2 separate regions of the Zea mays genome follow, and region 2 is linked to region 1. Evidence: chromatin contacts called from public Hi-C data. All regions are on one chromosome and are shown on one strand. The core of a region is the stretch at or near the end of the contact, and the rest is flanking DNA. Distances in the headings are between cores, read along the strand shown.

The links. A called contact is a pair of places that touch in the nucleus more often than the background predicts.
Region 2: a Hi-C map of ear shows a contact between it and region 1, with 2.7 times the contacts expected there. The contact joins the promoter of LOC100283316 here to the promoter of LOC103626931 in region 1. A contact is called at or near these places in 3 of 25 Hi-C or Micro-C datasets (ear, leaf and tassel).

Annotation. Positions count from the first base shown.
Region 1 is chr5:138,169,773-138,176,683 of Zm-B73-REFERENCE-NAM-5.0, reverse strand. LOC103626931 (rop guanine nucleotide exchange factor 10) reads left to right here and starts at 4,981. Exons shown (of 6, transcript XM_008647293.4): 1 at 4,981-5,927; 2 at 5,999-6,270; 3 at 6,389-6,463; 4 at 6,548-6,799. The coding sequence starts at 5,705. LOC111589345 (a long non-coding RNA gene) reads right to left here. Exons shown (of 3, transcript XR_002748354.2): 3 at 6,806-6,911.
Region 2 is chr5:138,300,656-138,308,025 of Zm-B73-REFERENCE-NAM-5.0, reverse strand. It overlaps LOC100283316 (gamma-secretase subunit APH-1B), which reads right to left and starts at 2,623. Exons shown (of 6, transcript NM_001364474.1): 1 at 2,425-2,623; 2 at 1-54. The coding sequence starts at 2,537.

The sequences.
Region 1 (6,911 bases), core at 3,732-6,231:
GACTGAATTATTCAATTAAACTCCCATCTTAATAATACAACCATTTATCCTAAACCTAATCATGAACTTTATTACATCATGATCGGTAAAATAAAATGCCTTAGCTTATACATTTGTCTTAAGCCTTTGCATTTCTATTTAATCCTTCCTTTTATCATGTTGAGCACTTGATCAACCCTTATGTACATCACCATCCTTTCCATGGTCGTGATCCTTGCTCAAACTTAGGTATGGACTTAACCTATCTTATACACAACACTTAGAGTAGATGTTAGACCACTAGTTATCTCAATTACCAAAACCACATAGGGAGCTTTCAGATAGAGACCATCTTCACATCTATCACAAAGCAGAACCTTCCTCCTGCCCAGATCCTTTATAAAAAATGATAAGGAAAATATTCAAGAGAGACATAGTTGTTTTCAAAAATTAATGGACAAAAACTACGTTCTTTTTAGCATGAGTAACATGTAAGATATCATTGAGATGCTAGGTTTTCATAGGGGTATTAATAACATCTTGACCAATGTTGGTAATGTTCATACCTGCCCTACTCGCTGTGATGATCTGATCTATGACCTTATACTTGTTCTACATCGTCGGCTTGTCTAGACCAGACATGATGTGATCAGTGGCAGCCATGATGAGCTACCAGTTGGTGACAACACCGTAGCCATGAGTGGCCACAACAGTAGTCTTGGTGCAAAAGGAGCAACTTTCGTCCAAGCGATACCAACAATCTAAGCAACATGCACTACTTTTCCATAGACTTGGCAAATTTTGTTAGTTCGTGGGGTTTGTGGTTATCCACTCGGCGAGGACAAAGACACACCTTGATGGTCTTGACCACTGGGATGACCACCATGCCCTCTACATCATCCATGGACACAATCATGGTTGTTTCCTTCATGCCCTCGACCAACAACATTAGTAGAAGCTTGACGATCTCCATAAAGTAGATTCATCCTAGTGTTGAAGCTGAAAAGCTAGGAGGTGGCTTCAGCCACATTGACCTATTCAACAAGGGTCAGTAAAGTAGAGACCATTAGATTATACTCTTCATCAAGTCCTACCAGGGTGTACAAAATGAGTTCTTCCACATCTATGTTTTGTTTTCATACGTCATCTCATCTAAAAGAGTCTTCATCTTTGTAAAATATTCTAGCATAGTCATGTTGTATTTTCTAGTTGTTAACAAGGCGATCCTTGTTTTCATAGTCCTTGCCCTAGACTGTGATGCATAGTTCTTCTATAGCTCAAACTACACCACTTAGGGGTCTTGTAGGCTAAAACTTGAATCATGACTTCTTGAGTCATGGAGGTCATGAGGGAACCAAGGATGTGTTGCTCAAGCATCGCCCATTGGGTATACTCTGGATTGTGTTCCCACTAACAAATCATCACTTTTCTTGGTGTTGATCTTCTTATGGTGCTACATCTGAGGAAAGGTAGACATATAATTATGCACCCTTGAGGATAGGTAGAACTTGCACCTTCCAAAGAGCGGAGTTATTCTTGGTAAGCCTCCCTGCGATATATTGCCCTAAGAGGAACATTAGCACAATAGAGCTTGAGTTAGACACCATGAAGACTTGTTGTTTCCATCAGCTACGGTTCTTAAGGTGGGTGGAGGACTTGGCTCTGATTACAATGTAAGAGAAAAGAACACCATGTTTAAGTTGGTTGCCCTGACCTATTAGGCATAGGGTGTTGAGTATATATAGGGATGGATACTATGATCATGATTATAGCATGACAGGGATTCTAACTTAGGTGGCTCCTATTCTAACTATACTATCACTGGGATATATCAAACTAATTCTTTTCTATCTTTAATCAGACCTAGATAAGATCTTCCTCTATTATAGGACAACCATGTGGACCCATGATCCGATATGGTCATAGTAGGATATATATATATATGCACATCCTATTATAACAGATTATACAATAGAGGTCAAGTATATCATAGCGTCAAAAAACTGCTAAGAAGGCTATTCGGATTAGAAAGTTTGTTTTTGAGTTGACTGTGGTTATGAGTTCTTTGGACCTTTATTGTGATAATAACGGTGTCATTGCGTAGGCCAAAAATCCATATCACACCAAAAATCCAAACACATACTTTGGTGTTGTCACCTGATTCACGAGACCATTAATAGAGGTAATGTGAAGATTTGCAAAGTGCACATGTGTATAATAAATATTGCTGATCCATTGACAAAGCCTCTTCTATGACCAAAACATGAGGCACACATGAGTGCAATCGGTATCAGAGACCTACATGATTGATGTTAGTGTAAGTGAAAGATAATTGTATAAATGTCTTATGTTTATGAGTGTTGAATAAAGTGTTATTCAGCCCCTTGAATTATCATTATTATATTGATTGGCGAGTACATGAGTTGTTCATGGAACTCTATGTTTTGTAGTGCTATTCAAAATATCACTAGTCTTATGTCATTATGTGGGATAATAATGATTTTTATTGTAGTCTTTTGTCATTATGTGGGATAATAATGATTTTTTATTGACTAGCACATGTATTAAATAATGAACATGTTTCATAGGTCATTGATATAGAGATATCAAATCAATAATGTGGGCACATGATAAAATTTATGATGTTGGATTGACCCACTCCGAGACGTTATTGTGATTGTTATGTTAAATATATGCCATCAAACGTTCTTAAGTGGTATATCTGCTGGATACTTATATATAAGTTCGTCATTATTTCTCACTATATATAGAGATGCATTTTAGGGCTATCGAATGCTACTTTGTAAATGGGTAGTTATAAAAGTAGTTTTTAGATGTACCATAAAACATAGGATGAGTTATGAACGGGTAAGATGTAGTTTGTCCCTTCTACATAACGGGAGAGATATCTTAGACTTCTCGATATGGTTGGATTAAGAAAGTGTACAATCATGCTAATATGATTAAAGAGCCAATCATGATGTGACTAATATACATTAGTCACAAGTTGTAATCTACTACAATATCGAGTGAAGTGTTTGTTGAGCTATCACAAAGATGGTATAAATCTTGTCTTGAGTTCGATCGATATCATATGACAAGGATCAAGACGTGTGCATATCAAGATCTGTGTATCAAGATCTGGTTGACATGATCTTTATGTGTATGCATTATTCAATGTGTGGTTAGGTGCATTTATGACTAATGACTCAAAATGATTTTCGATCACGATGATCCACATATGAACCTAACATGTCACATAGCTAAGGGCAAAACTGAGAAAAAAACACGACTAAGGATAAAAATGAGGACACCAGCAAAACTAAGGGCACCACCTTAAAAATCCGTAAAAATAAATTATTCATTGTAGAAGATTGTTTGAACCGCCAATCACATGTTATTTGTTGTCGTTGCATAATGGAAGCAAACAAAAATGAAATGGTCCTTAACGATTGACCTTGTAACACATTGGTTTGAAACTAAAGTATAACGAGGGAAAAAACAAAAGAAGAGAATATGGTCGTTGACTCATCATGAATAGTAACGTTTTGATATGTTTTTTTATTGTTAGAGTAACTTTAATAGGCTCTGTATATTCTTTCTAATTGTGATAAATAGAGATGCAGTATATCCTTCCTAATTGCTAGGAATAGAGATTTGAGAAAAAAAATATTCCTCACTTTAGATGGTTATCTAAATTAATCATCTCCTATCTTGAATTTTTTGTTAGATGACGATGAAAAATAAGAATTAATATTTATAGTGTAAACAAGATACATAAAAAACTGTTGGAGAGTAAAAATATGTAGAAAACAAATTTTATGTAACTAACTTCCTAAATCTTGATTTAGAATGTAAAATTAACTCTTGTACATGCAGGGGTGGATATTGGGCCTGGGGCTACCTGGGTCGTGGTCCGGGTCGTAGCCTAAAAACAATTTTATATATGTAGACTGTAGTAGAGATTTTGACCCATAAAAAACCCTAACAGGTCTCCTATCTGCTTTCTGCGTCCAACGTCCGTGTCACTGTGCGAGGGCGCCAGCTGCCAGCTGCCTAGCCGCAAGGTGCTACCGCGCTAGCAGGCGAGGAGAGCAGGCTAGCAGCAGTAGTGCAGTACGACAGCGCAGTCCGCAGCCGCAGGTAGGGCTGCACCACAGTTCGGGAAAAAATGGCTAAGATTTATTCTGCAGACTTCTCTCAATATGATCTCTTGATCCTTAAAGACCAACTCGATATATTTATTGTTGATGTGAGGGGTAATTCTGATTTTGCAAATTGTGAAGACCTTGGTAATCTGGCTATTAAGATGGTGCAAACCGAGAGACACCTAGTTTTTGCATTGGTTTATCGTCTCATTGAATTAGCCTTAATTTTGCTTGTTGCAACTGCCACGGTTGAAAGAGTCTTCTCAGCTATGAAAATCATCAAGACAGAACTGAGAAATAAGATGGGAAATGATTGGTTGAATCATAGAATGGTATGCTATATAGTAAGAGACATCTTTGCAAGTATTCAAAGTGATGATATTTTATACCATTTTCAAGAATTGAAGAGTCGAATGAAAAAGCTAGCTCCACAAAGTTCAAGTGGTATATTTTTGTACTCACTTATACATTTTTGCATTCATTAGTTATATTGTCATGTTGTATCTCTTATTTTATACAAATATTGAACTTGTAATGTGTAGGTTCAAATTCACGTGCTATTATTGATGAAGTTATTAGATGCGGGGAAGGACCAAATCGTCTCTAATTAGGTACTTTTATATTTTTAATCAAGTTTATTGTATTTTTAGATGCTGAATTGAAGTAAAAACTATCTTAGTGTATGTTTGTGGTATATTTAGTTTTAATGGTATAATTAGCCACACAATATATTAGGGGTGTTTAAAGTAATCTTTAAATTTTATATAATGGTGACGTGAATTTTATATAGCTTCGCAGCTGTGTACATGCTTTAACGCAGAATTATTAGTATGGCGCCGCGCGGCAAGGCAACAGATCGAGCGCGAGCGCATCATCTGGTAGAGTCGATTTGGCGCCAAGAAGTGGGCGGGAGCGTTGTGCCCGCCGTTTTCTCCGGTATCCTCTCCTCTCCCGTCCCGTCAATCCGGTCTCGGCGTCTCGCCTTTCATCATCATTACGTCTGCTAAACAAAGCAAAGGCCCCGAGCTACCGACCACCGTCCCGCCACTCCTCCAGCGCCACGGGGAAGATGAGCGCGCGAGAAAAGGCTACTCCTACTAGTCCTACTAGGAGCAGTATTCCCCTCCCCTCCCCCCGGCCCGGCCGACATGCGCCGCACGTTCGTCCCTCGCTTAAATTAGGCGGGGCCGCCGCCCTCCCTCCTTTTTTAGTTTTCCCGCGGGCCGGCCGGGTCCATCGCCTCGCCTAATTCAACCCCATCTCGGCCGTCGTGCGCGACATGCTCTCTCCATCCCGTCCCGCCCACCGCTGCTCCCTTGCCTGAGCTGCCGCCCGCCGCCGTCGCCGTGGGACCGATCGGTAGTAATCGGTCCAGAGCGCGGTGCAGCGAGCGGGAGCGAGGGAGGCGTCGTCGGCCGTCCTTCGTGCCCCGCGTTCGTTCTTGGAATTGGTCCGCGCGCGTCCTCATCAGCTGCGGGAGTCAGGGTGGCGCCTCGTGAGGCGGCGCGGCGGTGCAAGACCGCCGAGTGCCGCGCGCCCAGGCCTTGCGCGCCAAGCTCGAGGCGGCGGGCTGGGTGATGGTGCGCTTCCTCCGGCGCGGACACAGCCTTCACAAGACCGGATCGCACAACAGCAACCAGCAGCAGCAGCTGCTGCGAGAGCGCTACCTCGACAGGAGCGGCAGCGACACGGGCGAGATGTATAGCAATGGCGCCGGCGGCACCCCGCCCCTTGCCAACAGCCAGGCGGCAGCGGCCGGGGCGGCGCGGTTGCGCCAGGGCCGCGACGGGCCGCTCTCAGGTACACTACACCACGCCGCGCGCATGCCAGCTCCTGTTCATCCCCCCGATTTCATTCACTGTTACTTGCAGAGCTGGACGTGATGAAGGAGAAGTTCGCCAAGCTCCTGCTGGGCGAGGACATGTCCGGCACCGGCAAGGGCGTGCCGTCCGCGCTCGCGCTGTCCAACGCCGTCACCAACCTCGCGGCGTCCGTCTTTGGCGAGCACCGCAAGCTGGAGCCCATGGCGCCCGACACCAAGGAGCGCTGGAAGAGGGAGGTGGGATGGCTGCTCTCCGTCACCGACCACATCGTCGAGTTCGTGCCCACGCGCCACACCTCGGAGAACGGAATCACGATGGAGGTGACCACATCGTCGTTTGCGTGCGCGCGTTTGGCAGTTTCTCGTGATGCATGTGTGCGCCTGCCTGCCCCAGCCGGTGGTGACGTCGTATCGTACGTGCAATTTCTTGATTTGGCAGATCATGTCCACGGCGCAGCGGCGCGACCTCGCCATGAACATCCCCGCGCTGCGGAAGCTCGACGCCATGCTCCTCGTGAGTGCTCGATCGATCTGTCTTTTGTTTTTTCTGTTTTTGCAATGATCGAATGGTTGGACGGATCGATCTTGCTCGCCGCAGGGCTACATGGACAACTTCGCGGACCAGACCGAGTTCTGGTACGAGAAGGGCGGGGACAACAAGCGCGACGACGACAAGTGGTGGATGCCGACGGTGAAGGTGCCGTCGGAGGGGCTGTCGGACGTGACCCGCAAGTGGCTGCAGTACCAGAAGGAGTGCGTGAACCAGGTGCTCAAGGCGGCCATGGCCATCAACGCCCAGGTGCTTGTGGAGATGGAGATCCCGGAGGTGTACATTGAGTCGCTGCCAAAGGCAAACTTTCTCCTCAGCTTGACATTGGATCGATCAATTCAGTCGGTATTGAGATCTGTATTGACATGATGATGGGTGCATGACGCATGCCAACAACACATGTACTGAACAG
Region 2 (7,370 bases), core at 1,374-3,873, 130 kb before region 1:
AATCCTCTCCATATTCCCGAGAGGACTATCAAACTTATAAGCCAAAATAAGGTGCTGCACAAAAAGATAAAAGCCAAGGTTAACATTTAAATATGATAATATATCCTTCCATTTTGAAATTCATAGGAGAACGTTAGAAGATACTTCAGTGTTTAAGGCACTAAAGAACATAGGGCAGTGATGCTGGGTACCGGGAACTCACTGTACTACCATCAAGGTCTGAAGCCAACATGGATAGAGAGAATAATGGTTTCTAGTTTCCATTTGCAGGTCTGTAAACTGTTCACTCTAACATGGATTAAGTTGACTTATATGTTCTTTCAAACTAATCCATTCTTTTTTGTCCTGCGAACAAAATAACTAAGCAGATTCATTTGGAAGTTTGAACCTCTGTTGATTGAGACCAAACTTAACTGGCAAGACTATAAAAGTTTCCAAACCAACCCTGACTGCGTGTACCACTCCCTTGATAAGGGTCATCACAGGAGAACAGCATAGCACTCAAAATTACCAAATGTAAAGATTCAAGCATTAAAAATGAATGGAGAAAAGTTACATCAGTTATTTATGACTAGTGAGTACTGATTAATAAGGTAGTGTTTGGTTCTGGAGCGGGACATCAAGGCTGGAGTCGTCCCCAGAGAAAAATATTCCTCTAGATTCAGGGATACATCCATCCCCAAAAACTGAGGTATGCAGCCATCCCACCCACCCCCCCCCCCCCCCAGACAGTGTTTTATTTGTGTTTGGCATCAGAGGAGAATGGAGAGAGCACAGCGAGCTCGGCTCCGACGCAGGCGGACAGCGGACGCAGCGCAGATGGCAAGGGCAAGGCGCGGGTGAGCTCAGTCCGGGAAGACATGGCCCCGGCAAGGGTGGGCAAGCTCGACACCAGCATCACGAGCGAGCTCAGCCCCAGCGGCGGCGCAGGTGGCCATGGCGGTGGCGTGGGCAGCCCTGACGGCAGCGCTAGCGGCCCCAACGGTTACACAGGCAGCCCCAATGAGGGAAGCCACATGGCGCGGGCGGAGCCTAGTGTGAGCTCGGCCATGGTGCATTTGAACTGCATTGAAGGAAGAAGCAGCAGCAGAGAGAGGATGGCAGATGAACGCCACCTAACAGATGTCTAACCGTGTACAGACATGATGTTATCCCCTTCATTCCATCCCTCCAACCAAACACAGAGAAAGGACGCCCCCGACCTCCCAACCAAACACCGAGATAGAATCATCCTATCCCAAAAAAATAGAGTGGATCCATTTCATCCCTCTCATCCCAAAACCAAACACACCCCAAAGTATGACAGCTTAAGCCTTATAATTCGAGAAGTTTCTCCTACCCCAGGTTATATGTTCCGTATAATAGATGCATCCACTAAATTCAATTGCAAATATCTCTGGAGTAATTTCTAACAGTGCATTCTATTGGAGAACACAAAGATTCAGTACTTGCAGAGGCCAGAGGTGTAATGTCAGGATACTACTCATAGTCATAGTTATATGAGATAGCAATGTATCAGAAAAATGCTCTGAAACAGGTTTGTTGCACGAAGTCACACAAACACATGCATCTTTCAGTCAGGTTCTGAACTTTTTTTTCTGTAGCTCATATCCTTCTTGTTGACTTCCAACGAAATAATTGATGACACCAGTTCTTTCTCAGTCTTTGATCTTAGGTATTTGAAATGCCAATTTACATTTTCATGACGAATCACCAATTGTCTTGCATCTTTCTAGCAATGAATTGTCAGTTGGAAAGGAAGAGGGGGGAGGGGTGTCAAGAAATATTTAGCATGATTGCACCAATACATCTGATTGCACATGATATGCCCCTTATACATTAAACAGCATTCAATGCTTATGTTGATACTCATAAAAATAAATGTACAAATCAAAAATAAAGAAAAGAGCCATTGTGGGACTGAATTAAAAGTCAACTTCAATACATTGGTGCACAGCTACATAGAGTAAGTTGCCAAGACAATAGACATAGAGTAAATTGTCAGCAAGCTTCGGTTTACCAACTACCTAAGGAGAGTATCAGTAGCATATCAGTGCAAGTTCTACAGGTCTGAGTCTCTGAGATCCACACATTCATTCTAAACCAGATTACAGATTTTGCAAACAGATGAGATAAATTGACAACTCAAAAACTACACAGAACAAGCCAATACGCCATGTGAACTGAATCCAACTAGCAGCATCCGTATCGATCCGGAAGAAACTACTGAACCCTAGCACAACTGCGAGTAAACCAATAATCCGCGTTTGCCTCACGAAACCACACCCTGGAACGCCTCAAACAAACGCCACCTGCCTCTTACGCCAATCGATTAACTGAATGTTCGCTTTTATTAGAGGGCAACGGACGATCTGATCAAAACGTGGCTAAAGAAGCACGAAACGGGCGACGCAAGGGGTAGACCTAGAGAGGAGGGTGAGGACGAGGAAGGGCTTCCTGACGACGACGCCGGAGAAGAGGGAGAAGGCGGGGCCCAGCGCGATCAGGGCGTAACCCAGCCCCGCCGCCAACGTCATCTCCTCTTGTCGACCCGGCCTCCGGCCCTCCGCACGCCGCCAGCAGGAGGGAAGACTAGGGGCTTGTTTGGTTCACTGCCTAACTTGCCACACTTTGTCTAACTTTTCTGCCTAAGGTTAGTTCTTCAATTCGAACGCCTAACCTTAGGCAAAGTGTGGCGCAGTTAGCCACGAACCAAACAGGCCCTAGTTTCGGGCTTTCGGCAACAGGGAACGGCTCTCTTTCGGCATTTCAAAGGGCCTGTTTGGCAATACCATGGTTGAGATATTTGGATACAACATTATAAATTATAGTATTAAGTAAAAGCTAGCCAAGGCTAATTTAGATTGCATTAGAGTTTTCAGTACTTCAAAAATATTATGATATTTAGAATACTGTGATTTTAAAAATATACATTTCAGGAACACAATTAACACCTTATGACATAAAATACGAACTATGATATTACATAGAAACCGTAAAATACTTCACTCCTAAATAGGGCCTCATTCTTGATAGTCTTTCAAAATTTCGTTTCTAAATTATTATTTAAAAAGTCATTTATATAAAAAACAATTTCATATATTTTTAATCTTCAACAATTTTTCTATGTTTGCACTCTAGAGGGTCACTTACATTTTTATCTTTGACTAGCGAGCATATCTATTAAGGCATCGCTAAAGCGTCGCTTTTGTAGTAAGGCGAGGGTACAGGGCAAGGCGCCGTGGTCGCTTTACTTGTCGACATAAGGCGTCCATCTTTGACTAGAGCATCGTCTTTGGGGCGCAAGGTGTCGATAAGGCGCTAGATAGTAGACGCCTTGGCCTAGATTGGGTTGGAGAGGGTACAGATGGAGCGCGGACTAGGTGGCGACGCTGACCCACCTCTCTCTTCTGTTGTGGCGTGGTCACGTGGCTCTTCTACTGCGCTCGCCAGCCCTCTCTCCGCGGTGGTGTCAGTGCGTGTCCTCCTAGGCAGCTGGAGTAGGACAACGTGATGAGGATGTCGCTGCCATTTATACAACCACAACGACAACCCTTCATAAGTTATGACTAAGCAATGACTTGTGCTAGTGCACGTGAACTTAGTTATCAGGTGAACTCGTTCCTTGCTGTTGAAACTAATTATCTTCTAAATGAGGTACTAAATACTTGTTATCACTATATTATTCTTATGTTTTTGGGAGGTGAACCATCTTGGAGTGGAGAAGTCAAAAGACAATAAAAGCTGTTGCAACCGAGAGGATTTCGTAAATGAAATAATTGCATGTTTAAGAGGGCATATCTTTCAGCTCTCAAGGTTGTTTAATGCAAGAAAGCACTTGTTGGAAAGATCGGATCAAGAATCAATGAGAGATAACACCCGAGACGTCCAGGAACAGTTGAGACAACTTCGTGACTCCACCAGTCCGAGGGGATTTCGTAACTGCAATAAGTACAAGTTTAAATGGGGGCATGTTGGGGACCTTCGGCATCCGAAGGTCCTCAAAAATAGGATTTAACAGTATTTCTGGAGTACAATGTGTGAGCAGGAATCCTCGGACAAGTCGGCGTTGCTGTAAACCGGATTAATACGAAGGTTGATACAGAGCCGAAGGTGTGAGCAGGAAAGCTTCGGCGTGACAGCAAAGAGTGGAACCGACTTAAAGATGAAAAGGCTATTCAGACCTCGGTAGACTACTATAGAATTATTATCAAATGTAAAGGGCATGAATGTAATTTTGTAAGGGCTGTGTCCCGTGCCTATAAATAGGTGAACAGCATCCATGTACTGTTCACGCTGACTTGGCATTCGCTTTTTGCGTCACACTTGTATTGTTATTTCCTTCCGATTGAAGGTACACTTGTGATTCAATAATATTTTTATTTATGCTCAATAATAAATGATTGTTCATGTTTTCTTTTATATTATTTATATTTTATCACCTTCGTCATTGTCTGATGAGTTTATGAAGGTATGTCCTTCATAACCTTCGTCCGCAAGTCATTACATCCTAAGGGAAATAATGCTTCGGAGGACGAAGGACATTAACGATTAACATTTTCTATGTTGCCTTGTTCTTAACTCTTGAAGTGCTTGAGAACAAGTCCCCAACATTGGCGCCCACCTCCGGTGAACTCACTTCCATTTCTTGAGCTTTTCAACATCTTCGGCAAGCATCACCTTCGTCATGCCGTCGAAGAAGGCTTCAGCACCAGGGGCTGGCACGCTACAGCCGCTGGACCCCAATCAAGACGTCCTTTCTCTTAGAGAGGCACGAAGCCAGAAGAGGAAGGCTACCAGTCCAACACCTCCGGAGGATGATCTAGATCAGGAGATTCAAAATCTGGAAATCCTTCAGCAGCAGGTTCAACGCAAGAAGGAAAAGATGGCCAGGGTAGCTGAACTGCAGAGGCAGATAGACGAAGCCTCTGAAGAAGTTCGTCATCTTGCTCAGGACGAGCAACACCGAAGGCCTCAGCATCAAGACCTTCATCAGGAGGGTTTTCCCAACGAAGATGATTGGTATGACAATTTCCATCATGGGAATTTTGTTTTTGATGATGCTTCTCCTCTGTCCGCTGAGCTGCAGGCTACACCTTGGCCCCCGTCCTACAAGCCGCCTCAGCTCCCTGTATTCAACGACCATTCAGACCCGAAGCAGTTCTTGATGAGTTACGAAGCAACAGTGTCTTCGTATGGTGGCAATGCTGAAGTCATGGCAAAATCTTTTGTTATGGCTGTCAAGAGTGTTGCTCAGACCTGGTATTCCTCCCTTCGACCAGGAACAATCACTTCATGGCAGAAGCTGAAGGATATGTTGTTAACCAGCTTTCAAGGTTTTCAGACGAAGCCGGTCACTGCTCAAGCCTTGTTCCAGTGCACTCAGGATCATGAAGAATACCTTCAGGCGTATGTCAGAAGGTTCTTGCGTTTGAGGGCGCAGGCACCAACGGTGCCCAATGAAATTGTCATCGAGGCCATGATCAAGGGGCTTCGTCCTGGACCTGCAGCTCAATATTTTGCTAGGAAGCCTCCTCAGACTCTGGAGAAGCTGCTCCAAAAGATGGACGAGTACATTCGTGCCGACAATGATTTTCGCCAAAGAAGGGAGGAGGCTTTCAGATTTTCTGAGATGACCAGGGGCTTCGGAGGAAGATTCTATCCGAGGCATGTCAGGTCCATCCATAACTCTACTCAAAGTGATGATAAGGGGAGTCAGCAGCACAGGCCGCAGCCCTCCTCACAGGCTTCGGGGCAACAACAAAGCTTCTTTCGGCCACCAGCTCCAAGAGGAAGAGGCGCCAGGGGCTTTGGCGGAAGATTTGGAGATCAACCAAGGAGAATATTTTGCTTGTTTTGCGGTGAAAACAAGGGCCATACCACCAGGATGTGCCATGTTACCATCCAAAAGCAAAAGGAGATAGCCGAAGCTGCAGCACAACAAGCTCAGCCGAAGCAGGTCATGCATACTGCTTCGTACCATGTGCCTTACATCCCAGAATACGTAGGTAACCACCCTGCAGTTTCTGTTGCTTCGGCAAGTCAACCTCAAGCTTCCTGGCAACAACCTCCACCTCCACCACCGCTGCAACAAGGCCAACAGCCAGAAGGGAGCCAATATGCTCCACACCAAAGGGATTTCAGAGAGCAGTCCGAAGCTCGTACAGTCAACAGCACCGTGCCGGAGTTAAAGCACATTTATTGACAAGTATCCTACCTTGATAGCAGTCTTTTCCATTTAGTTCTATTTTCTGTATAATAAAGAACATTTCGATTTTCATGTAATGGTTTTGTGGTTGGTCATAAGGGAAATCTATTTTCTCCGAAGGCTTAAGTTGCTGAAGCTTGAAAGTTTGCGGAGGACCTTCGAATTATTAAAAATCCTTCGAAGTAACAAAAAGTCGTTCTAAGGAACGCAGAGTAAGTTGCTGAAGTTACAAAAAGCCGTTCCAAAGGGAGCGCAGTGTAAGTTTTTTGCTCCAAAGACGTTCCTAAGGGAATGCAGAGCTTATACCGCCTAAGTAAAAGGCGAAGAAGCTCCAAAGACGTTCCTAAGGGAATGCAGAGCTTATACCGCCTAAGTAAAAGGCGAAGAAGCTCCAAAGACGTTCCTAAGGGAATGCAGAGCTTATACCGCCTAAGTAAAAGGCGAAGAAGCTCCAAAGACGTTCCTAAGGGAATGCAGAGCTTACAGCGAAGAATCAGCGCTGATACAAAAATATTGTGTGGGGATATGTGTGTATCTTTCGGAACAAATGTCATCTACGTAACATAACATCATCACATCATTTTGCATAGCATAAGCATCATACATCATGATTGCATATGGCACAAGAAGGGGACACAATATTGATCTTCGGAAGTATGCTTTGAAAGAGTGAAAATCGTGTTAAGTCACAAGGAGACACAATCTTCATCTTCGGAGTATAGCTTCGGAGAATGTTTTCACGAAGCTTGGATATTCTTCATCTGAGCACTATGGACATTGTTGTGATACATAAAAATTTTTCTTCACGAAGCATGAAAAGAAGGGAAGGTGTTTTTTCGCCGAAGGCTCAAAAGCGGTACGTATGAAAAGTTTCATGCATCGTAAAGAATTGAATAATGAACAGAGACTTGTATATTACATTCAAATGTACCAAATATTACATAAATCACACTTCAACTGTTTTTCCTAATAACACCTAGTCTTCTCTTAATACTACTTCGGCAGCCTCATTTAGAAGCTGTTCAACAACTTTATCCACGATAGTTTCGGCCATTTGTTTAATTTCGTCATCCCCTTTTGTGTGAAGGTCAACAAACGATCCAGCAGGTTCTGAGGGAAGAGAATATTTTTGCATTACTATTACAAACCACGAACAAAGTTT